Regions from separate parts of the Mus musculus genome. Here all the other regions are linked to region 5. A link is a contact called in public ChIA-PET and promoter capture Hi-C data. All regions are on one chromosome and are shown on one strand. Each heading gives the region's core, a stretch centred on a gene start, on an enhancer-like site or on the middle of the called end of the contact. The rest is flanking DNA. Distances are from core to core; before and after follow the strand shown. Region 1 holds the start of Ccr5 (chemokine (C-C motif) receptor 5). Region 2 holds the start of Zkscan7 (zinc finger with KRAB and SCAN domains 7). Region 3 holds the start of Tcaim (T cell activation inhibitor, mitochondrial). Region 4 holds the start of Zfp660 (zinc finger protein 660). Region 5 holds the start of Sacm1l (SAC1 suppressor of actin mutations 1-like (yeast)). Region 6 holds the start of Zfp105 (zinc finger protein 105).

Region 1 (3,786 bases), core at 471-2,970, 590 kb after region 5:
CTCAACAGAGGAATGGATACAGAAAATGTGGTACATTTACACAATGGAGTACTACTGAGCCATTAAAAACAATGACTTCATGAAATTCGCAGGCAAATGGATGGAACTTGAGAATATCATCCTGAGTGAGGTAACCCAATTGCAAAAGAAAACACATGATGTGCACTCACTGATAAGTGGATATTAGCCCAAAAGCTCCACATACAGAATTATAACATTTGTCTAGCAGCAGTGAAGAGATCTACCTAAGAAAATGATTTTAAAACATTAAGATTTTAAATTGTGTTTATTTTGAAAATATTACTGAGTGTGTAATTAAGAGATTGCTGTTTATTTTGTTGTGGTTTGTCTATAAACATGCTGTGAGTGCCCCCTATTGCTACCAAATTCAGGCCTGGACATTTACCACATAGAAAATTAATCATCAGGAGACACACATTGGTAGAAAGAAAACAGTCTTTATTAAAGACACCATTCACCCAAAAGGAAGCAAACTGACACCTCAACTCCCTGCTTCCAAGTTTTTGGGGAAAATGTGAATGACTGGTTATGTATAGAATTTGCATTCCCAGGAACTTGAATCAGACAATCCCAGGCTAGCCAGAGTTATTAATCTACTGGTTGTGGTCTAGACTTACCTTGCATACAAGATGTTCTGGAGTGCAAAGAGAAAGCCATATCTTGGGAATGAGGAGTAAGAATAAAGCAAAATGGAGTTACTGAACGCAATAGCCTGTTATAACAAACCATGAAGTGACTATTGTTATTTAGCCTAACACACTGGCTGCAGAAGTCTTGTGTCTTGCAGGGTCTCTTGTGTCTCATTGGCAGCTCTGTGCTGTTATTAGCTCCGCTGTCATTTCTTGATGTTTTTAAAAATTCCACCAACCACCCAGCTGATCTGATATAGTCACATATATGGCATTATTATATTATCCTAAATTTTATCATGCACTTCTCTTTGTTGTTCCATGAAAAATCCTTCACGGCTCCAGATAAATTATGTTCTTGGATTGAGACGCTCTGTTACCTTCAAATCTGGTATAGAATAGATACTCATAAGTGCCTATGCAAAATGTGTAATTTTGTATGTCACTTGTTACCAGATACATGAGGGAAAAAAAGAAATATGTTTAGTTTTCAGGAAAACATATGGTAAACCTGTTTGATAGCAGTTGTTTTAGTTTACACTGAAGAGTCACACAGAGCAGTAAAAATTATGTGTGTGAAATGTAGGACAGCGAGAGGAAGATGAGTAAAAGAAGTAGCAAGATTGGTGTCTGGGATAAAGCTCCCATCTCACTTTAAATTGGCTGGAACTTACTTTAATCAAGAGCAACTACGAGAAGAATAAATTCTCTTGCCATTTTGGCTTTACCAGTGAGAAGCAGAGATATTGCATGCACTACTTGTCTCTTAGACAGTGACTCTCTTGACTCAAATGTGGGCTTTAATTAATGGATATAAGTGTTCTTCTGTCATTAATACCCTTTAATTTTTCTGATTTCCAACGAAGTGTGTAGTTGGATGAGCAGAGAACATAAGTAAAAGAGTCTGAAGAAGGAAACTCCTCAAAAAACTTTCAGTCCAGAGCTGCCTTCTATTTTCTACTCTAAGTGCAACTTTAAAGAAAAAAAAAGAAGAACTGATCTGACACCCCCAACCCTGAACACTACGTAATACCTTTTCTCATTAAACTCCACCCTCTCTGCAAGAAACTGTGTTTCTTACTTTATACTGTCTTCATGTTAGATTTGTACAGCTCTCCTAGCCAGAGGAGGTGAGACATCCGTTCCCCCTACAAGAGACTCTGGTAAGTCACCTCTCAGCCCTTGCTTGACTAGTTAGCTCAGCTTCCTTGATGAGTAAAAACTTTAACAGGAAATCCTGAGAGGACATCTGTCAGCACCAGGTGCTCACAGAATTATCTGAAAATATAATCTTTAAGATACAGGAAAGTTAAGAATTTAGGATATGTTTCAGCATGTGATGTCATCAAATATCTGAAACATGATTGTGAATGAAATATTTAAAAAGAGAATTTTTTAAAGCAAGCAAATCCTTACCTTTTAAAAATAGCTTCTAGAACAATGCTATTGGTTGAAATCTGGTTTGATAATCAGCTGAAAAGAGGTGAAATCTTTCCATGGGTCACGTGTATATCCTTGAACATGTGTGTACCAGAAGCTCTAAGTTTCTTGTGCTCTCTTGTTCTCTCTTTCTCTTCTTGCCCTGACTGTCTCCAAGAAAATAGAGAAACCTAAAAATTGTCTAAGGTCACAAACATCAAAGTTTCTACAGCACACTTAGTAGAAAATTCTTGTTCTGGCTTAGCCTTGAAGGTGTGACTTTTTTTTGGGGGGGTGCTTCTCTTTGCTACCTAAATGGGAAGTATGAAGAGCTTTAGAGAACTAAGTAAAAAAAAAAAAAAGTTTGAGGAATTTAAACAGGGCAAGCCAGTTGGTTGAAGAGGCTAGACAGTGAATATCACCCATGGAGATGAAAGAATCATTTTCTACTTGATAATCTCTTCTACGTATATGAGAACTTTTGATGGTGGAAACTCAGGAAGCAGAAATAACTTTAGAGAAAAAATGAGGATGGTCTACTTTAATTACTGATGCTATATTCTATGACACTGTTTGAGTGTTTGGACATTACATCATTTTATCCTGACTACAGAGAAGCACCCTTGTCAGAAGCCATCCAGGAAAGGCTGAGGCTAGCAGGTGGCCTTAATGGAGGCGGCCCATCTTTTAGCATGGACAAAGCTCTAAGAGGCAAGGTCCCAAAGAGACTTGGGTTTAGGATTGCTTCTTGCAGCTGAGAAGCCTTTTCCTATCACTTCACATAGCCTAAAAGTTCGTGGGTATCAGCCCACCATATTGGTCAGATTTCTTGCACATCAACATAAAGATGAACTTTCATGAATTAACTAATGCTGTTTAGGTGAATTAATGACTTTATAGAGTTCCTGATTTGATTTAAATAATCTTAGGAAGAAATTTTTAAAAGATGGTTTTAGTTGTTTGCTAGAAAGATGTAATAAAGTTAAAATCAAGAATAGAATGTACCCACTCCTCATAATAGTAAGTAAGGCTGCATAATAAGAAATATAATGAGTTGTTATCACTACACTAAAAAGAGAAATATGCTTGGGACAAATTTGTGTTTAAGGAAAAAGTATTCAAGTTTAAGAATTAAGCCACAGGTGTACACTATTATAAGACAAAGCCATGTGAAACAGTGACTATGAACTTAAGTATATAGAATGAAAAACTGCTTTAAAGTTAATATCAACATCCTTTTGTAACTCTCATTTTGTATAACATTTTGTCATGAGGTAATTTTCTAATAACTTTTATCTATAAAAAGGCCAGAGAGAGGAAATAAAGATGAGTGGGTGGTTGAGGGGGAATCTGTACCATCTACCCACCTACCCATCCATCCATACATACATCCATCCAAGGTAGTGATGCAGCCATTTTCTCCTTCACCCAGTGTGTATGTGTCTGTGAGAGTGACATCTTTCCTTTCCTTTTTCTCTCTGATTCAAAAAGAGTTAACCAGCCTGGCCAGTGAAGGGCTTCTGGCTGCCTGGCAATAAATCCTTTATTTAATCCCCTGTTGTTAAGCAACAGGTGATAATTCCTCTGAAGCCTTTGGCTTCTGGCCCAAGAACAATGAAGAATCAAGAGTAAATATTATTTATACTAAGAAACCTTTATTCTTGAAAAATCAAGTTTTGGTCCCCACCCTTCTACTGCTCTCCCAATTGGCTACTAT
Region 2 (4,152 bases), core at 1,329-3,828, 640 kb before region 5:
AGGAGTCCCTAGACAGGATCTGGAAGGGACCTGAACCGTCCTCATGGTGGGAAGGGTTTTGTTTGTTTATACACACAGGATCAGCCTTAGTCTAAACACGAACATGGACACCCATCAAGAAAATGACCTGCCTATCACTGACAGTAAATCGAAGGAAGAGACCCAGAAGGAGACATCCACATCCAAGCAACAAGGTCACCTGGAATGGCATGCATAATCTGGTAATTACTGCACAATGCACATGCCCTCCTCAAGCCCCCCCCTCCCCGCTTTGGTTTTTGTTTGTTTGTTTTGTTTGGTGGTTTTTTTTTTTTTTTTTTGAGACAGGGTTTCTCTGTGTAGCCCTGGCTGTCCTGGAACTCACTTTGTAGACCAGGCTGGCCTCAAACTCAAAAATCTGCCTGCCTCTGCCTCCCAAGTGCTGGGATTAAAGGTGTACGCCACCACCGCCAGGCTCTCTCTGCTGTTTTAACGACACAGTCTTTGTTATATCACAGGCCTGTCCCACCACTGATCAAACCCCTAATTCTCTCTCCAACATCCACCACTAGTGTTTTTCCTTTCAGCAAACCTATGACAGCAAGAACCAGGAACTCATGTCTGCAGACGGTGCCAACCACGCATGCTAAAGCTCTATTTCTATTCCTGTCTATCCTAACCCCATGTCTGTAACCCTAAACCCCTTTCTCTGCCTTCCCTATTGACAAAAGGGTCATAAAGGAGAAGCAGGCTGCCTCACAGATCAGGATTTTTTATGGCGGCCGCTGTTATTGATCCTATAAAATTGAACTCAGCTCTCACAGAAATGATTTCTAAGCTGTGTTTTTTTTTTTTTAAATTAAGTCTGCTTGAACCCTTACAATGTATATTAAATAAATACAAATTGATGGTTTTACATAAAGAAGAAAGAAAGAAATAGCCTATTTCAAAACCTGAATAACTGTCTCATTGTTATAGATGACCCCTGGGATGAAATATGGAGAATGGGAATCATGGGGAAGCTATATCCCACCAGTTGCGCTGCATGCCCCTCTGCTCATATCTCTCGATACCTGGAGCAGTCCACATGAACCCATAAAACCATTCTTGAACAGGAAATACAACTGAGAAGAAATGCCCAATCCTGGCTACAACATGTTCAATGCGCTTCTGATCTATTATTGCTCCTCACATCCCATCTAAAATGCCTCTCTATGTTTTTTCTGTGCATCCCTTTTGGATCCCCTCTTAGTAATGACTCCTGTTCATGCTACCTCGCATGGTTCCTCCTCAGACCCAGGTTTCTCCTTTAATAAACCCTCATAGGAGGTCCCCCTCTTTGAGGGGCCCCTACCTCAGCATTCCTGTTATAATTATTCCCCAGATACAGATGACCACCACTCCCAGGGTTGTACTACGAAATAGAAGGATGCTGGACCTCCTGACAGCAGAACAGGGTAGAGGGGGAAGCTCGTGTCATCCTGGAGTAAGAATGTTGTTTCTCTGTAAATGAATTGAAATTGGTTGAACAAAATATTAAGACCCTTTGTATTAGATCATTATATCATGTGATATATATATATATATTTTACTAACCTGTGAATCAAAAAAGCAAGCAGTAAGCATCACACCTTACACACAAAGAATCAGGGCCACAGATTGTGCTATTTGAGCCCATAAATGTGTATTTTATAAATCCAAAGCACAGGAATAAAAGTATTTACAAAACTATAATAGTTAAAGAAATTTCAATAAAGAAAGTCATAACAAATTTGAATTCTCAGAGAATTGTCCTCTGAGAGGGACCTACCCTTTTATAGTAAATAAAGTTCTCCATCTTGTTAGATAGCAAACTTTATAACACAATTAATCCTTCCTGAGACTGGCACTTTGAGGTGAGATGACCTCAGAGATAAATTTAGGGTAAAAGAGCCAAGGAAAGAACACCCTGACCCAGACTTGACCCCTAGACCCCAAGAAACAGTTCCACCAATCCCTGAGTTTGCCCCAAACTCTGACTAGAATCCCACAAATCCCAGACTGCCCCAGAAGTCCCATCCCTCACTGAAACCTATATAAGGCCTGCCTTCTCCTCAGTTCCCCCTGCTCCTTGCCTGAGCAGAGGCAGCCACTCTTCTGGGTTTTCCCTTCCGATAAATCTATGTGAGATTTGTTGTGTGGTGTGACTTTGTGGTATTCCTTGACTCCCGATTGCCAGGGTACCTTTCCCAGGAAAGCTGTAACACTTACATCGGGGGAACCTTTGCCTGCTCAAGCAGAACTGTACAGTTGCGGGAACCTTCCCCTTAATGGAACCGAGCTGTAACACAATTAGGAATTGGGCTCTAATTGTATAGGGCATCATCAGGGACAGGCTGGTCTGTCAAAGTCTGATTGTTGGAAAGTATGGCTTTGCTTTTTTTGACCTTTTTATGTCAAGAGTGAGGTCTCTGGAATCTGAATGACTCTAAGTTCAGCATGACACCCTCTTGTGCCCCAGATGTTCCCTGGGTAAAAAAAAATCTTAGCGTTCAAGATTATTGCTCACCTTGGCAACCAAGACTTCCGGAATCCAGGAGGTACCGGAAGTGATGCTCTCATGCTTCCCGTCCCGCCGTCGTTGCCATTTCCTAGTGTCCTGGAGGTGTGTGGGGCCGTTGAGCCGTCACGCATGACGGTGGCGACGCGGTGGAAAGTGCGGCCCGCACTCGGGCCGCGACGCGGGCGGTGCCGGGGTGCTTACCCGAGGCGGAGCCGCGTCGTCCTCGTGTTGTGGTCGCTCGGCTTGGGGTCGGCTCGAGTTGTTGGCTCCCGTGCGTCAGCGCTGCACGGGGCAGACGCGGCCAGGTGAGCGGCTACCGAGGCAGGACCGTGACTCTGGAGTGAGCCCCACGCGAGCTCGCAGATTAGACGTGCAGCGAGACCTGCCGCTTAGCACTCGGCACAGTAAGGACCGCAGGAAAGTGTCCTGTGCTCTTGTGTACTCTCGGAGAGTTCACAGATTACTCCATCTGTCTTAAAAACAAAACAAAACAAAACAAAACAAAACAGGCTCAGAGGAAAATGTCTAACCCTGGGGTCTCCAGTGCCTGATATCTGATATCTCAAACCACGGCACACATCCTAGTTGCCCCAGAGGATCTGGTTTTCAAATGGCATGCATAAACGGAAAGGAAAATGGCTTTTCCCAAATTTTGTCCACTAAACTAACCACATTCGTGTAACATATCTCTCTCCCTGTGTAACACATATGCACGCGTGCAGGACTGGGAAGCAGTCCTGCCTTTTGAATCTTCGCAGGAAACAGAGCCCTGAGTAAACTGCAAACAATTGCATTAAGAGAAGTGATCCAACAGAGTTATGGGTGGAGAGTAGTCCGTGGGATTACTGAAGCTATAAACAGTGGTATGCCCGGAGAGACCAGAAAGTTAAAGTTAAGTTCCAAGTTAAGTAGAAAAGACTTCCAAAAGTTTTAATACTAGTTCCTCCCTTTGGGTGACCCTCCAGTAGTTTAGAGGCCATGACTGGTGAGTTCCTCATAAACAGTTGAAGTACACTGTTATAGTATGAGGTACAGCAAGGGAAATGAGCCATTGTTTTATATCTGGGGAAAGCAGGAAAATATCCTTCAAGAGAGGTGTTATTTATTCGGAGTCTTGACACTTGATTAAGAGTTTGTCAGAAATGACGGGAAAAAACAGGGAAGGTGCAGACAGGTAAAGTGTGGTCCCCACCCCCTTATTTGTAAAGTGTTAGCCCCAAACTTTAGTACATCTTTACCAGCTGAGTTTTGAGCCTCCACTCCCAGCACAAGTTTATGAAAAAATTAAAGATAAATCCTATTTGAATTTCAGTGCTTACTACAGGACATATTAAATAGTTAAATCATTTAGTATTTTCTTTAACATCCAGTTTCCTTGTATACCCTGCTTTGGAGGCCATTGATGTCCTTTTAATTTGGGTACTTGGGGGAAATGGTTGGAGGTGTATGTGAAAGACTGTGAAAGCTAAGCCTAGACATTCAGTTAGCTTTTATCCTGCAGGTGACTGGAGCCACTAATAGTTTGAAAAGGGAAGTCACTTGGAGTCATTTCTGTGTTTGTACTCTTCTCTTCCCCGGAGGCTTTGCTTCTAGCTGCAGAACCTGTTACCAGCTAAGAGCTAGGTGCTCCA
Region 3 (4,003 bases), core at 1,386-3,885, 720 kb before region 5:
TCCTGCTTCCCTGTCCTGGCATTCCCCTACAATGGGGCATTGAGCCTTCTCAGGACCAAGGGCCTCTCCTCCCATTGATGACCAACTAGGCCATCCTCTGCTACATATGCAGCTAGAGCCATGAGTCCCTCCATGTATACTCTCTGGTTGGTGGTTTAGTCCCTGGAAGCTCTGGGGGTACTGGTTGGTTCATATTGTTATTCCTCCTATGGGGCTTACAAGCTCTTTCAGCTCCTTAGGTCCTTTCTCTAGCTCTTCCATTGGGGACCTTGTGCGCAATCCAATGGTTGGCTGAGAGAACCACCTCTGTATTTGGCAGGCACTGTCAGAGCCTCTCAGGAGACAGCTATATCAGGCTCCTGTCAGCAAGCATTTGTTGGCATCCACAATATTGTCTGGGTTTGGTGGTTGTATGTGGGATGGATCCCCAGGTGGGGCAGTCTCTGGATGGTCATTCCTTTAGTCTCTGCTCCACACTCTGTCTCTGTATCTCCTCCCACGGGTATTTTGTTCCCCCTTCTAAGAAGGACAGAAGTATCCATACTTTGGTCTTCCTTGAGTTTCATGTGTTTTGCAAAATGTATCTTGGTATTCTAAGTTTCTGAGCTAATATCCACTTAGCAGTGAGTGTATATCATGTGTGTTCTTTTGTGATTGGGTTACCTCACTCAGGATATTTTCTAGTTCCATCAATTTGCCTAAGAATTTTATGAATTCATTGTTTTTGATAGCTGAGTAGTATTCCATTATGTAAATGTACCAAATGTATCCATTCCTCTGTTGAGGGACATCTAGGTTCTTTCCAGCTTCTGGCTATTATAAATAAGGCTGCTATGAACATAGTGGAGCATGTATCCTTATTACATGCTGGAGCATCTTCTAGGTATATACCCAGGAGTGGTATAGCTGGGTCCTCCAGTAGTACTATGTCCAGTTTTCTGAGGAACAGCCAAACTGATTTCTAGAGTGGTTCTACCAGCTTGCAATCCCACCAGCAGTGGAGGAGTGTTCCTCTTTCTCCACATCCTCCCCAGCATCTGCTGTCACCTGAATTTTTGATCTTAGCCATTCAGACTGTTGCGAGGTGGAATCTCAGGGTTGTTTTCTAGAACCCAGGACCACCAGCCCATGGATGGCACCACTCACAGTGGGCTGGGACCTCTTACATCAGTCACTAAGAAAATGCTTTCCTGCAGTGTGATCTCCAGAGGTGTTTTCTCCATCGCGGCTCCCTCTTCTCTAAGGACTCTAGCATGTGTGAAGTTAACATAAAGCAGCAGCACAGACTGAAAACACAAAGATCCAGGGCACCCCACCAAATGTCTAAGTTACCCTCCTAACAGCTCCCTTTCAGTGGGTCTCATATGACTATTACGTGTACGTTGTGGGAGGAGCACACATCCATGTGGATTTTTGCAGGACAGCGTTTTTGGAATCTGTTCTTTCCTTCCACCTCCATCTAGTTACGGTAATCAAACCACAGTGGTCAGGCTGGAGGGTCTGATAGCAAACACTTTCATCTGTTGGTCGACCTGGCAGCACAGTACTGTATGCTTTATGATAATATGTGACTAAGGACATTGCTAATGAAAATATTTTAAACAAATGTGCCAAAATATAAATATCTAACAAGGATTGTCCCAAAACACTAAGAAGTTAAAACTTCAGAAGTTGTCAGGTGGTGGTGGCCCATGCCTTTGATCCCAGCACTCAGGAGGCAGAGGCCAGCAGATCTCTCTTCAAGGCCAGCCTTGTCTACAGGACTACACGGAGAAATCCCGTCTCAAAACAAAAAACAAAAACTCCTTCAGAAACCACCTTCAGTATCTGTAGCCTATTCTCTTTAACATAGTCCTCACTCTAAATAGTACTGTACGCCACAAATTCAAGTCGTCTAGAGGGGAAAAGCCCTAAATAGGGTAATAAATGGGACAAGTATTTAAAGGAGTTCTCAAAATGGGTAGAGGCAGTGTCCTTAAATCTACAGTCTCACAAGGGCAGGAAAATTGAGTCCCAGCACTCTTAAGCTTGCGTGACATGTGGCGCACACACTGCCTCAGAGACAGGTGGGCAATTGTAAACTATGCTCCTGCAGACAAAGGACACGATGTGGGCCGCAAGGTCGTCTTCAGGAGAATGAAGATCTGAGAGAAGGGGTGGGATGGCTTCTTGCTGGTTGACCAAGCCAAGAGGTAGCAAAGCGAAAAGCAGTTTATATTCCATCATTTGCAGGTCTGGAGATCAGTTACAGACGTCCAATAAAGCAGTAAAAAGCCCATGCTGAGTACACTGAACGTTTAAAAACAGCCTAGTAAGGAGTCGCGATGTGTCATGCCTGTAATCAAAGCACGTAGGAGGCTGAAGCAGGAGAATTGCCGCAAGTTCAAGGCCAGCGTGGGTTACAGTGTGAGCCACTGTCCCAAATAATTAAACTATCTCAAATAGATTAGATTGAGGAAAAGTCAAGTGGGAAATGTAAGCCAGAGGAACCGGATCTTTCACACTCAGCTGCATCTGGGAAGCCTACCAAGACTACCAACGGCTGCTCAGCAAGAACTGCGTCACCAGAGCGCCTTGCATAGCTCCGCCCCTTCCCCCCTCCCCACCAGGGGCTGCGCGTGCGCGCTTTGGCCCCGCCCCTGCCTCCCGCTACTCCTTTACCTTTGCTTATCGTCCTCCCACCTGCCTGCCAATCATCTTTCTCCCTCAGACCTAGTCGGCCGGAAGAACCGGCTTGTGTCTCCCGAAGCTGCCTTCGGAAACCCGCAGATAGCGGGGTAAGGACACCGCTTTGAAGCGGGGTGGGAGGCCGCTGAGAGCCGACGTCCTGGCTGGGAGCCGCTTGCCGGCCTTGCGCAGGCGTTCTAGGAGGAAGGTCGGTCCGCCTTAGCCAATGAGCATGGTTCGTGCGGCCTGCCGGCTCCAAGTGTCGGGGCGTCCAAGCACGAACCCAGGCCTCTGAGACAGTGGGCCAGACCTGTCAGGAGCTCCCTGCAGAGCGAAAGTTGCCCAGGGACTCCACACTTGCCACACAGGCCTTGGCCTGTGCGTGCTGAGGCGTAGGCGAGGCTGTCAGATGGGAGCTGGGTTTAGGCTGCTGCTGGGAGAGCCTTGAGGCTGGTGGGGCCCTGGGAGGAGCTGCACCCCAAGTTGCGGACCTGTCCATTCACCTCTAGACCTGTAATCAAACTTATGGCTAAGTAGACTCTCAGAGGGGAGTCTGAGGCGTAGATTACTCAAGTGCACTTCACCACTAAAGAGCTTAAGGAGTGTGCTAATTCATTCAAGACATCTGTGGAATGTGTGTGTGCGAATGGGTTTAAGATTGTAGGATAATGGTAAAAGGAAACAGGATCAGGCTGAATTTTATCAGTTTGAGACCACCGATTGGAGATTCCAGATTTAATGTGGAGTTCATATAGTTTTAAAAAGGTGTCAAAGTTTGGTTGGCTGGTTGGTTGGTTAGATTTGTCTACAGATGGCCTACTGAAAAGGAACTGGAGATGCCTGCCATCCCTTGGCTTAGTGTTGATGAAGGAGTTTTAAGCTCAGGGAAATTGCAGTGCTAGAGTGGGTACTCTCTGAAAAACCTGATCCCTCATAATGGAAAGGCCCAGAAGACATGCCCTACACTAACCTATAAGATGAAAATGGTTTGAGGGGGCAACAGCAGGTCCGAAGAGTTTTTGTCGTAATTTTTTCTCTTGTGCCAGATCTTAGGGTTCAGTGGGTGTAATTGGACCTTGGAGTAGCACCAGTGCCTGTATATATTAGGTCAGGCTGGGCCAGAAGTGCCTGAATCCTTCTTGAAACTGTAGAGTTTGTAGTTATGATTTAACTCTCCAGCAAGATACAAAAGGAAAGCTAAAGAATTTGTTATCTAGCCAGGCGATGGTGGAGTGTCATTAATCCCAGCAATGGGAGGCAACAGGAGGCAGAGACAGTTGGATCTCTGTGAGTTCAAGGCCAGCATGGTCTACAGAATGAGGTCCAGGACAGCTAG
Region 4 (3,843 bases), core at 1,021-3,520, 630 kb before region 5:
CTAATTCCATTTCCACTGTAAAAGATTGGGACATGCTATATTCCTCGAGGGTGTACAAGCTGCCCTTTAGAGCAGAGGATGCCAGAACTATTGCAGTAACAGCATATCTGTGGCAGGCAGCCTTGGAAAAATTCAGAGCATATCATGATGTCATCAAGAAGCCACAGTGAAACTTTTCCAGTCAGCATTAGGTTGACTTAACAATGGGCAAAACAAAACAGAGAGCCGCACAATGGGTGTTCTCAAGTTGAGTAGCTACTTCCCCTGAATTGATGCATTTCCACCTAGAGGAAGTAGGGAAGCTACCAACATTAGGGAAGTAAAACTTATAAGGCTCAGGAAATAAACACAACTTACAAGGTATTGCTAGAGAGGTAACTAGCAGTTACAAGCCCTTTCCGAGGACCCAAGTTAGGTTCCTCATACCCACATTGAGAGGTCCACAAGAATCTATAACTCCAGTTCCAGAGATCTGATGACCTCTTTGGGATTCTGTGGGCACCAACATGTATGCCTACATGTACACACACACACACAACCTGTTTTTTATCTTACAAGACTCAGAAAGATTCTGAAACCTAGAAAATTCATAAGGCCCCTCCACAAGTTTATAAAAGTAGTAAGAATATAAGGCGGGTAGTGGTGGCACTTGCATATAATCCTAGTACTTGAGAGGCAGAGGCAGGTGGATCTCTGAGGTGGAGGCCAGCCTGGTCTACAGTGTGAGTTCCAGGACAGCTAGGACTACACACACACACACACACACACACACACACACACACACACACACAAACTGTGTCTCAAAAAATAAAACAAACAAACAAACAAGAAAAAGCAGAACAAACAAAGAAAAAACCCACAGGACTCTCTGACCAGTCAAGATGTAAGTTGTGCAAAGCTCTACATGTGCAATATTTAGATATTTGGGACTACTCACCCATGCTAGAGTGTGGTTTCCAGTGATGATGCTGCCCCTGACTCGTCCATGTTCTTATAAGGAATCTCTCATGTATTTTCCTGTAATTCTTGGTCTGTTGGTGGTGTCCTAACTGGAGGAAATAGAAATTGTTTACATAGCCCCTGGAAAAATTACACAACACTGCTGACACAAGAAGAGGAATTCAAAGAAACAAAGATGCAATAAGTTTTTAACACATGAACCTCTGAGAGACATTCCAGATTTGAAAAACAGTGACCAACATATAATTCATTAGTAAATCACTCTGGTCACCCCTTCAAAATGTGTGTAGTCCCAATTTTTACTTGCTATTTCATTTCCAGTCGAAGTCATCATTTCCCTCTGCACAAAATGCAATACCTTTTTGATAAATTTGTGTTTGTTCTTCCTGTCTCTCAGCCTGTTCTCCAAAAGGCAGCAGGCACTACTAACTGTAAAAGACAAATTAGCTTTCACACAAGGTCATTTTAGAATACCTCCAAACACAGAGCAGATTATTCAGAGAATTTACAAGAACAGGCTTCTTGGTTCATTTTATATTTCGTAGGCAACAAATATTGGAATGTGTGACAACACACACACACAACCAACAACCTAACAACAACAAAAGAAAGCTTGTGCCTCTCCTTGTTTCTGAGTTCTTAACAGCTTGCTTCCTGCAGCATCCAGAGAGATCCAAAGCGCTTACCACGGCCTCTAATATCCTTACTGCCTCAGGTAATTCCTGATCCAAGAGTTTTGCTCCTAATGTTCCGACAGGAACACACTTTTCCCAGATGTCTGCATTTTTCCTTCGTTTCCTAAATAAGCTTCGTCTATGCAGTCTACCACTTCTCCCTCTTTTGATTCGCTACCCAATAGCTACCAGGTATCTCTTTTCACCTCCCTTTACTTTAATGCAGCCTCATTTTCTTTACCACTGCGTGTGCAGTTCTTAGAACAGTGACAGAGAAGTAACCTACCATTATGTATTTTCACCTGCTGCAATAAATAGCCGAATCTGACTGTGAGGCTAGGGGTTGTCTCTGAGAAGCCCAGTATCCGGAAGAGGCCTGGCTGACCAGGCTATTGGTTTCTCTCCCCGTGCTACCTGAGGCCTTGGCTGAACTCTCCACGACTGTCCACCGAGTTAATAATAGTGATGTCTGGAAGCCAGGGCATCTGCAGCGCTTCAGAGCTTCTAAGGAACCTGGACAGCTCAGCCCTGGGGCACAGAGATGCTGAGACCTCCGGCTGCCTAGAAGGGCCTGAGGGACTGAGGGGCGTGTCAGCTGGACGACTTGGCCTTGGTACAGAGATGCGGAGACCTCCCGTTGCCTAGAAGGGCCTCAGGCGCAAGGAAGGCATGCAAGTCTCTGTTGCCACTCGCCGGCTTTGTTCGGAGGACTGCGTGTGGTTCGGTGAGGGGTACGCCCTGGGCATTGGGCTCCAGGAGCGAGTGGCTCCCGTGGGTGGTGCCGTCCTGGGTCTCAGGGGTGCCTGCCTTTGTCCAGCATCTCCTGTGCGGGGTGGGGCGATGACAGGACCTGCCAAGGCTCTCGGGGACCAGGCTCTCCCAGGACGACCCAGCCGCGGGCCTGTGTTCAAGCCCCGCTGTGTCGCCAGCCAAGACACTGGCGTCTGGAAGAGGGGGTAGGATTGTCCAGGAATAGTTACTCATTTATGCCCTCAACCAAAACCACCCATCACTGAAAGAGAAGATAGGGAATAAGCTTATAGGCCGACCCTGCTCATCAAAAGGGCAAACAGCATATTCCAAGGCCGAACAATTTTAAGAAATCAGTAATCAGGAAAACATTTAGCATCCATTAAAGGTCTTATGTGTAATACTTATTATTCTTATTACTGTTATTATCACTATTGTAATTTGAGACAGGGTCTCACTATGTAACATTGGCTGACTTGAAACTTGCTCTGCAGACTAGGTTGGCCTTAAACTCACAGAGATTCACCTGCCTCTGCTCCTGAAGTGCTGGGATTAAAATCATATTTGGCTACCATGCCCTGCTACTAGTCTTTTTGAAAAAAATTTAATTTATTATTATTATTATTATTATTGTGGTGTGTGAGTGTGAGTGTGAGGGAGGGAGGGGGAGAGAGAGAGAGAGAGAGAGAGAGAGAGAGAGAGAGAGAGAGAGCGTTTTGCAGGTCAGGAGGTTAACAGAAGACACAACACTGCCTTGGGTGTAAATCTCTCACATGTATCTGTTTACAGCGACTCAAGATCTTCCGCACTGAATCCAAGGAGGCGTTCAGGAAAAGTGTGCTGGACAGATCCTTAGGAGCGCAACATTTACTGTGTTTGAGAATGACGGTGAGTTATTCTCTTCTCTCCTGAGTGATCAACAGCCAGTCAGCCTGTGAAGTCTGCCTGTGAAGTCAGTCTGTGAAGTCTGCCTGTGAAGTCAGCCTGTGAAGTCTGCCTGTGAAGTCAGCCTGTGAAGTCAGTCTGTGAAGTCAGCCTGTGAAGTCAGCCTGTGAAGTCAGCCTGTGAAGTCAGTCTGTGAAGTCTGCCTGTGAAGTCAGTCTGTGAAGTCTGCCTGTGAAGTCTGCCTGTGAAGTCAGTCTGTGAAGTCAGCCTGTGAAGTCTGCCTGTGAAGTCAGCCTGTGAAGTCTGCCTGTGAAGTCTGCCTGTGAAGTCAGTCTGTGAAGTCAGCCTGTGAAGTCAGCCTGTGAAGTCAGCCTGTGAAGTCAGCCTGTGAAGTCTGCCTGTGAAGTCAGTCTGTGAAGTCAGCCTGTGAAGTCAGCCTGTGAAGTCAGTCTGTGAAGTCAGCCTGTGAAGTCAGCCTGTGAAGTCTGCCTGTGAAGTCAGCCTGTGAAGTCTGCCTGTGAAGTCAGCCTGTGAAGTCTGCCTGTGAAGTCAGTCTGTGAAGTCTGCCTGTGAA
Region 5 (3,960 bases), core at 922-3,421:
CAAGCACCTGCCTTGGCTGGCTGTACCTAGCTCCAAGGGGGATCTCATACTTTTAGTCTCATAAAGCACTTGCACGAGCACACACACACAGATAAACAATGAAAAATAAAATCTTTTCAAGGTCAAGTTTGTGAGAAAAAAAGATTGAATACACCAGGAGAGAATAATCAATAGGCCAAGAAATGAAAGTAAAAAGGAAGTTGTTTTTCACTTATGAAAGCTGTAAAGAAACTATAATTTATATTTGTATGTGGATGCTTTATTTTTTTTAAAGATAAGGTCTCCAGATCAACACCTCTCTGTCTCAAATTCTAGAATTTTAGGTATATGCTAGTACATGAGACTTGGATATCTAATTTATATGTTATATGTATTCATAAATATCTAATGTTGATTAGCATGTGTGGAAACATTCTGGTGACAGAGGGTATATTGTTTTAATTTTTCCACAGAGCAATTTGAAAATATGTACCAAAAATCTAAATGCCTATGAGATGGACCTTTAAAGTGTCCACTTATCCACCCAAATAGAACATCTTAAAGCAAGAACTCTTAAACCAGGTGTGGTTGGTGGTGCTTGCTTATAACCTCAGCACCTTGGGAGCTTGAATCAGAGTTCCAAGTCCATTTCCATAGCCAAGTAAAGGCCCACTGTCTTATATAAGACAGCCTCAGTCAGTCTCTCTTTCTCTTCCCCTCCCCCCTCTGCACGTACACACATCACACACACCCTTCAAAACAAAACACACAACAAAACAAAAAAAAAAAACCCTCATTTTTTTTAAGTGCTAAAACTGACAACAATGCATATTAATGATCTCAAATCTCAGACAAAAAATTAAAGAGCAAACAAAAAATACTGTTAGCTGGGCAGTAGTGGTGCGTGCTTTTACACCAGTATTCAGGAGGCAGAGGCAGGGATCTCTGAGTTGGAGGCCAGCCTGGTTACAGAGCAAGTTCCAGGACAGTCAAAACTACACAGGGAAACCCGGTCTCGAGAAACAACCCACTATAACTTCATTAAAAGCAAACTAAATCCTCAGAAGTGTAGAAGCCTGGTATGGTATCTTGTACCTTAAATTCCAGTACTCTGGAAAGCAAAGGCAGCCATTTGGCCTGGTCTATATCCAGCAGTATGGACTGCAGGAGTGAGCCACACCCCTTGGTCCTTGGTCTAATTCTGCCCCAATAATTTCCTTTATCTGATACAGTTTTAATAAACTCCTGGGGAGTGGGGTATGTTTTCTAGGACAACTTAATCATGGAGTGACTGGTTAATGAATAGGCTGAGCCCTGCTCCCGATCCACCTTCGTCACATCTGTTTCTGGCTATCTCAGGTCTTACGTAAAATGTTCATGTACTCGTTTTTCTGGGCCTCTTACTGCGAAATCCCCGAATTTTTAAGGTTTCCTTGTGCAGTGGAGGCTAGGTCGGCTTTGCAAGCGGAGCTAGCCAAGGCCGCTGTACCAATCATGAAGAGCAGAAGCTACGCCCTTCTCATGTCAGTGCCGTCTGTGTTCTACCAGCTAGGAGCTTTCGGTGAGATTTTTCCGTCATCGGGTGGGAAGACATTGGCCACGCATGTCCCTGTCCCTGATTGCAAACCTCCACTCTCAAGAGTGTTTTCGTAAGAGTACATTTCCAGACTCCTGCGCAATTTTAAGAACAGGGGAGCTAGGAAACTTGCAAACCGTTTTAGGTAACTCCGGGTTTCAAATACAGCCAAGAAGGTATTATTTTTTCGCAAAGCAACATTAAAACGTAAGACATTTGACCTTGACAATCTAGCTATGATCCTTTTCAAGCAGGCCTTCCAAGGTTCAGGAAAAAGATCGCACACGTCGAGCCAGCCAGGAGTCGAACCTAGAATCTTCTGATCCGTAGTCAGACGCGTTATCCATTGCGCCACTGGCCCGGTGCTGAGGAGGCCTCCTCCACGATAAGTGATCTCCAATTACACAGCTTCACTATGCTTCCTGCTTCTAACCTCAGTCTGGTCGGTTTGTTGAATGTCGCGACTCAGTGCAAAGCTACCGGGACTCCGCCTTTCTCTGCAACGCGTTACACCAATCCCCAGAGGCGACGTCACGGCGTTCTTTGGTCCGCTCCAATCCGCGCATCGGAGGCGTGCCTCGCAGCTCACTGGTTTGTCCGCCGCCGGCTCCCGTGCTCGCCCGAGAGGCGGACCCGGGAGGGGGTGGGGCCAGGCCGAGGCTCCTTGACCACCGCGCCTGGGGAGCGGTCGCCGCGGAGCCGGGGTGGCAGCGGGCTACACTGCGGGTGGAGCGAAGAGGAGGAAGCTGCACGATGGCGGCCGCAGCCTACGAGCATCTGAAGCTGTGAGTCCCGCGGGCTGCGGCCGCTGACAGGAAGGGCGGAGGGGCGAGCGGGCGCCGAGGCCCGGGAGTGTGCGGCCCGCACCGGCCGAGCTCGCGGGCTGGGCTTTCCCCGTCCAGCCTGGCTGCAGCGTAGGCCAGTGTCCCGCAGCCTCGCCCGCCGCTGGACCTGGCGCGGTGAGCCGAGCCGCAGCCCGCAGCACCGGAGGCTGCAGCCAGCTTTCCCTGGGTGGCCTCCGGGAGAGGCCTTTTTCACCGGGCGTGCTCTGACGTCCGCCGGCAGAGCTAACCTTTCTCTTGGTTTCAGGCTTTCTGGGCCTGGGAGTCTCAATGACGGGTCCTTCTTAGGGCGCAGCAATAATTTAGTCAGATGTCCTAAGGGCCGGTCGAATTTACTGTGCTTATTCCAACAGACTGCGTCGACAGCTACAGTAGGCTCGCCTCTATTTTGGCGTAGCAATGTTGAGTTTTGGCAAAGCCAGGACTTGAGGTTTTGAGGCCCAGCCACTGGATGTTTAGAGGTGCAAAAAAAAAAAAAAATAGACATTTATAAGCTCTTTGGCTCGTCCTGGGTTAGAGGAGATGGGGGATAATTTCTCTTGTGTTACCCTCAGCACCTACACTCCTTGTTTGTGAATAACTTCGCCCTAACCGCTTTAATAATTTACCACGGTCTGGGAATGCCTTTAGTAGCAGAAGCAAATATAACTTTCGAAAAGCCAAGTTAAATTATCCTGTTAATTAGACATAGACATCCCAGTTCGTTTGCAGGAAACAAATGTAGTTTGGGTACGCCCAATGAATAACTGAAGGTGTAAAGTTATGAGTCCAGAATTTGGAGGGAGGCCATCTGCCCAACACTTTTCATGTTTTGCTGTGTTCACCCTTTATGCCTCTTCTGCTTGCTACATACAGTTCTCTTTGAAAAGCCCAGCGCCACCCTTCCTTCCACATTTCTTTTAATTAGTTTTCCTTTGTAAAGTGAATAATCACCTTATTGGTGACAGTTGAAGCAAAGTGTACTTACTGGTCTATGTCCGGCCCGAGTCACATGTCCTTTACTGGCAAATTAGGTTATTGTCCACCTGATAGTTGTTGAAGGGCTGAACATGATCTTACACTAGGTCTCAGATGTGTTTAAGCAATTTGGAGTCTTGCCTTGAAGTAGCTCGGCTTTCGGTTACAGGATATTGTTGAGTTTTCCTGCATCGAAGAATAATTGAGATGGATAACTTGAGAATTAGGAAGATTATTTTTGAGCTGCCCAGGCACTGAGTTTCACCAGGCCAGACCTCAATACAGGCAGCCATCCTCCTTGATTCCTGGGCAGGTTATTCAACCTCTGTGAATAATTCTTTTATATATAAAATTAAAAAATAAGAGTGTTCATACTTCATCCTTACCATCCTCTCCAGTTCAGACTTCACTACAGGCAGACACCATTTTATGTGTACACAGAAGAGAAGGGAATTTATCCTTTAGAAGTGGAAATGGTGGTTTTGTAATGAAGTGGAAACTATGAGTCTGGGGTTATATGGACATTCATATCAGTCTTTAGGGTTTGGATGTTTCTATAAATGTGAAGATAGAACTTGATTGCAAGTGTTTCTTTAGCAGGGAGTT
Region 6 (4,420 bases), core at 94-2,593, 610 kb before region 5:
AGTAAAAAAGAAAAATACAGTCATATGTGAAACAGCACACAATCACAGTGAAGTAACTGTTGAATATGACCCCCTAGGTCTTAATAGGGAAAACTCATGACCGCTCTGACAGACAAGTTGAAGAAACTTCACCTAGGTTTCTAAAGTCTAGAAAAACAATCTCAATTCTAATTAAAAGATAGTTTGTACCAAATCATTTATTGTGACTCTGGAAAGAGGCTCTGGAGCACTTTAAGACTGAAGAAACTGAGTTTGTCTCATAAAGGGTAATGGTGAGGTTGTAAATGATAGCAAAATAAGTTTTTTAATTTAAAAACTGGTCATTGTTTCTAAACATGTACATCATACATTTTCTTAACATGGTGTAGGTGCTACAGAAAACCTATATAATAGTGTAATCCAGAGTTGTGATCCAGTTCTGCTGCCTGAGAACAACCTGTGAAGAGCACTGGATTTAGGCTCAGAAGACATGGGTTTGGAGTCTGGATCTCCCCTATACTATGTGATGTCATTTATGGCCTCAAACTCTTAGTGCCCCAGCCCCAGCCTCTTGAGAGCTGGGATCACAGATGTGAGCCACCAGTCCTTGGCATGATACTGTGTAATCATTTAAGATTTACCCAATGAGGAACCCGAGTAAAGGGCGCTGCCTTCCTCTGGGTTTATCATTTCAAACACACAAAACCAAAGAGCGGTAACTGGAGTATTGTGAAACTCATTTGGGGGGCATCTCTGCCTGAAATGTTTGTGAGTTTTGTTATTGTTAGGTTTGATTTTTGTTTTGAGGACCCGGTCTCTCTATGTAGCCCTGGCTAAGCTGGAACTCACTATGTAGATCAGGCCAACCTCCAGTGCACAGAGATCCACAAGATTATGGTATGGCTCTGTGTGCTGGTGTGCACCACCACTTCTAACGGTTTTGAAATCTTTTGAGACAGTTAAGTACATCTGAATATGAATAGTTGTTAATTTTTCTTATTGGCAATGATGGTGGTGTACTTGGAATAAAGAGTTTTACTGTTTATAATTTCCAAAATTGACCTTAATTATATATGAGAATTAAGGCAAATATTGTCGAGATGAAGGATAGGGGTATCCTCTGTACCATCCATCAACCTTTCTGTACCATTTGATATTTTGAAGATAAAAATGCTGAGGGAATTTTCTAAGATCGTCAGCTCTGGTAGGTAGGGGCTCGGCTTGGGAGAGTGCCGCTGCCTGGCGGGCTAAAGCCCTGCCCGCCCTGGGCACCGAGGTGTACGACCCCCGTCGATTCCTAGAGAGGCCGGCCTGCCTGGGGAGCCGGAAGCCCGGCGCAAGGCACTTCCTGTCCGGTCATTGTTCTCAGCCCCGTTGCTGCCGAGAGACTCTGGAGTCTCATCCGCGAAGCGGCACCGGCCCGGTTGGGCCTTCGTGGCGAGCCGGTCGCAGCGGGCGGCGAGGGGCGCGGGACTGTTCTCCACCGACCATCGCGGGGCCGGGAGGTAGCTCGGGGTGTCCGGGCCGGGCGGCGAGCCTGCTGGTCGGGATGGAGGAGGGCGGCCTGTGCAGATGTCTCGGGCCTGCTGGGGCCAGGGGCCCGACAGTCTGGCCAGGAGACTCAGGCACGTGGTGAGACGAGTCTCAGAGGCTCTCCTGCCAGAATAACCCGCCAGAATTACTCTTTGAGGCCGTGGTGAAAAGCGTGGCATTACTTAGGAATTTAAGTTTGCACAGTGAAGATGATGTTGGAAAATGAATATGAGTACCCTGAAGCAGCAGCAGAATAAGGCAATTTAGTAAACATTAGCACCGGTTTCTAGTAAAAGAACCAAAGAGGGATAGAAGCACAAACCTCAAACTCCTTATATACAGCTAAAATAGATTGTTTGGCTTTATTTAAAATAAAACAAAACCCCTGTCGGCTTATCTGAAATAAAGAAGTCCCGTTAATTAGTAGTCGTGTGCCTGGCTTTAGATGCTGTTTTAGAAAGCCGTTTGGCAATAAATATAAACCCTTAAGCTAGTGATCACGCAGTTCCTTCTAAAGGAGTAATGCAGCTGGTCAAAGGAATTCTTCGTACAGGAAACTATTACTAAAATAAGCAATAAAGCCCACGTTTGCTAAAGAAAAGATTGTAAATTTAAAATCTTTTTGAATTGTGTGTCAGAATTGTGTGTGTGTGTGTGTGTGTTCTGTAGCTAGCGTATATTGAAAGACAAGACTTGTAAAACACTCATTGAGTCAAGAACTGGTTGTGGCTCAGTGGTAGAGCATTTGTCTAGTATACATTAGGCCTTTGTATGGATTCCCAGCACGGTAGAAACAAGCAAAACCACCAGTCCAGAAGGGTGAACCCTGTGCAAGTGCAGCCTGAAGGTGCACACACTGGGGACTGGGTAGGGTATCACCCAATTTGTGTATGTATATGTTTATGCGAAAGTATGTATAGGTCAGTTTTATGTGTTTATTGACAATTATAGAGTATTTGTGCAACAATTAAAAATAAGGATAAACAAGGTCAACATGAGTAATTTTGTTTTACAACCAAAATTTAGTCTTATCAAATATTTGGAAGATGTGGGAACTACAAAAATGAAACAGACAAAAAGAACCTCAAAAGTACTTGTAGTTATACTCTCTGAAATAATCATTCTTTTCTCCTTGGTAGTGAATCTCTCTAAGATCCCCTTTTTAAAAATCCGTCTAGCTGGGCAGTAGTAGTACACCTCAGCACTTGGGAGGCAGAGGCAGGCAGATCTCTTGAGTTCAAGGCCAGCCTGGTCTATAGAGTGAGTTCCAGGAAAACCAAGGCTATACAAAGAACCTCTGTCTCAAGGAAACAAGAAAACAAAACAAAATCAGTTCCCATAGTAAAAAAAAAACTGTAAGTAAAATAATAATTATCACTGGATTGGAACTTTTCCTTACTCTTTTTCTATATAATAGTTTTTACAGTTAAAATGTTAATTCATTCTTTCCTTCCTTCCTTCCTTCCTTCCTTCCTTCCTTCCTTCCTTTTTCTTTCTGAGTCTCAGTATGCAGCACTGGGTGGTCTGTGTAGACACAAGTGCTGGGATTAAAGGTGTATACTACCAGGCAAGATATTATTTTGTATCAGAAATAAAAAGTGATTTATACATCTATTTTTGTTATTTATAGTCAGCCCCTATCATTTGAAGGAGAATGAAACATTACTGTTTTACTGTGACCACCAACCAAGGACTAGTAACCAGTGGCTGTGTGTTATCCTTGCTAGATTAGCTGTTAACTCTCTTTTTCTGGTGTTGCAGTGAATAGCTCATCTTGGCTCTGGAGACTTGAAGGTTAGATGGAGCTTGACCGATGTTGGGTATCCCTCAGCTATCAAGGATCCTGCATTGAACAGAGAAGATGACTACAGAATTGAAAGAGACCATGGGCAGAGCCTCTTGGGACCCAGAGAAGGTGAAAATGGAAGAAGATGATGAAAGTGTCATAAGTCAGGCATCCAGCCAACAAGTGTACTATGAGAACGACAAGGACTGTGCCCCAGGGGAGGGTCCTTATGGAAGCATCAGTGTATCAGAAGATGAGGAAAAGGTAAATGATGATCTTGGAGAGAAGAGAAATGCAGACCCCAAATAGTGTCACAGGTCCTCTGCTGCCAGACCCAGACTCCATTTTCCTGATTAGGGCTCTGACCTTTATTCCTTTGCAGTATAGTGAGACTTTGCCTTCTGAATGATGTGCTGGTTGTTCTGTAGGTCTGCAGCTTCCAACCATCGATACATAGAACTTGATCGTGACAGTATCTTGGTGCCCACATTATACTCTTATTCTAATCAAACCAGATTCTGGGAATAAGACCTGGGTTTCTGTGTTTTTACAAATACATTTGGTGACTCCATCCAGTTCCTTATCATAGTTAGTGTCTGTCCTCTGAGGTGTTGATGCAAGTGTAATTGGGTGTACGAGGTCTGGGATGTTGCTGCAGATACTGCTCATCTATAGGCAAATAGTTCAGCTCAGCCTGGCCTGAGTTCCTGAGTCTCCTGCCTTCACTACCCATGTACTGGTATTAAGGGCATGCATTGCCACACTTTGGCTTGCCCTTAGTGGTTTCAAGCACACCCCACGTTCTTTCAAAGGTCTTCCAGAGCTCTCTATGAGAGTATATGACCAGAACCTAGGTAGGTTTGATCTTTGGGGAGCAGAAAATCCTGCTGAAAAATGTGTCCCAGTACTGCCCTCAAACTCTATTAACCAGGGGTGACCTTAAAGCTCTGATCCATCTACAGCCACTCCCCATGTGCTGGGCTTATAGATCTGTGCCAGCACACCTAATTTCTATAGTGTGAGGTGAGCGCTGTGCGATCTAAGCTCCTTAAAGCCACACACCCTGCTGGTCTAAGCTAGGATTTACCAACAGTATAGGGTGTGTGTTGTAGAGCTGAGTGA

Evidence for each region. Promoter capture Hi-C pulls out the DNA fragments that hold promoters and counts their contacts. ChIA-PET counts read pairs in DNA pulled down with a chosen protein or histone mark. Capture Hi-C pulls out chosen DNA fragments and counts their contacts.
Region 1: a contact with region 5 is called in an RNA polymerase II ChIA-PET map of memory CD8 T cells, with 37 read pairs. The contact joins the promoter of Ccr5 here to the promoter of Sacm1l in region 5. A contact is called at or near these places in 3 of 115 datasets of contacts at active chromatin or transcription factors (T-cell acute lymphoblastic leukemia, effector CD8 T cells and memory CD8 T cells) and 1 of 9 other capture datasets (liver).
Region 2: an RNA polymerase II ChIA-PET map of memory CD8 T cells shows a contact between it and region 5, with 6 read pairs. The contact joins the promoter of Zkscan7 here to the promoter of Sacm1l in region 5. A contact is called at or near these places in 2 of 115 datasets of contacts at active chromatin or transcription factors (large pre-B cells and memory CD8 T cells).
Region 3: a contact with region 5 is called in a promoter capture Hi-C map of adipose tissue, with 2.9 times the contacts expected there. The contact joins the promoter of Tcaim here to the promoter of Sacm1l in region 5. A contact is called at or near these places in 2 of 39 promoter capture datasets (embryonic stem cells and hippocampal neurons), 2 of 484 Hi-C or Micro-C datasets (Th1 cells and cerebral cortex), 1 of 115 datasets of contacts at active chromatin or transcription factors (memory CD8 T cells) and 2 of 9 other capture datasets (adipose tissue and liver).
Region 4: a contact with region 5 is called in a promoter capture Hi-C map of embryonic stem cells, with 2.3 times the contacts expected there. The contact joins the promoter of Zfp660 here to the promoter of Sacm1l in region 5. A contact is called at or near these places in 1 of 39 promoter capture datasets (embryonic stem cells) and 2 of 115 datasets of contacts at active chromatin or transcription factors (embryonic stem cells and large pre-B cells).
Region 6: a promoter capture Hi-C map of embryonic stem cells shows a contact between it and region 5, with 2.5 times the contacts expected there. The contact joins the promoter of Zfp105 here to the promoter of Sacm1l in region 5. A contact is called at or near these places in 1 of 39 promoter capture datasets (embryonic stem cells) and 1 of 115 datasets of contacts at active chromatin or transcription factors (embryonic stem cells).

Annotation. Positions count from the first base shown.
Region 1 is chr9:124,119,823-124,123,608 of GRCm38.p6, forward strand. Ccr5 (chemokine (C-C motif) receptor 5) reads left to right here and starts at 1,721. Exons shown (of 2, transcript NM_009917.5): 1 at 1,721-1,813.
Region 2 is chr9:122,884,240-122,888,391 of GRCm38.p6, forward strand. It overlaps Zkscan7 (zinc finger with KRAB and SCAN domains 7), which reads left to right and starts at 2,579. Exons shown (of 6, transcript NM_001177505.2): 1 at 2,579-2,826. It also overlaps a transcript of Zfp445 not described here.
Region 3 is chr9:122,802,912-122,806,914 of GRCm38.p6, forward strand. It overlaps Tcaim (T cell activation inhibitor, mitochondrial), which reads left to right and starts at 2,636. Exons shown (of 11, transcript NM_001013405.2): 1 at 2,636-2,777.
Region 4 is chr9:122,900,978-122,904,820 of GRCm38.p6, forward strand. It overlaps Zfp660 (zinc finger protein 660), which reads left to right and starts at 2,271. Exons shown (of 3, transcript NM_001353989.2): 1 at 2,271-2,358; 2 at 3,174-3,272.
Region 5 is chr9:123,527,582-123,531,541 of GRCm38.p6, forward strand. Sacm1l (SAC1 suppressor of actin mutations 1-like (yeast)) reads left to right here and starts at 2,172. Exons shown (of 20, transcript NM_030692.5): 1 at 2,172-2,340. The coding sequence starts at 2,309. n-TRacg2 (a tRNA gene) reads right to left here and starts at 1,916; the gene lies at 1,844-1,916.
Region 6 is chr9:122,921,735-122,926,154 of GRCm38.p6, forward strand. It overlaps Zfp105 (zinc finger protein 105), which reads left to right and starts at 1,344. Exons shown (of 4, transcript NM_009544.2): 1 at 1,344-1,484; 2 at 3,274-3,562. The coding sequence starts at 3,374.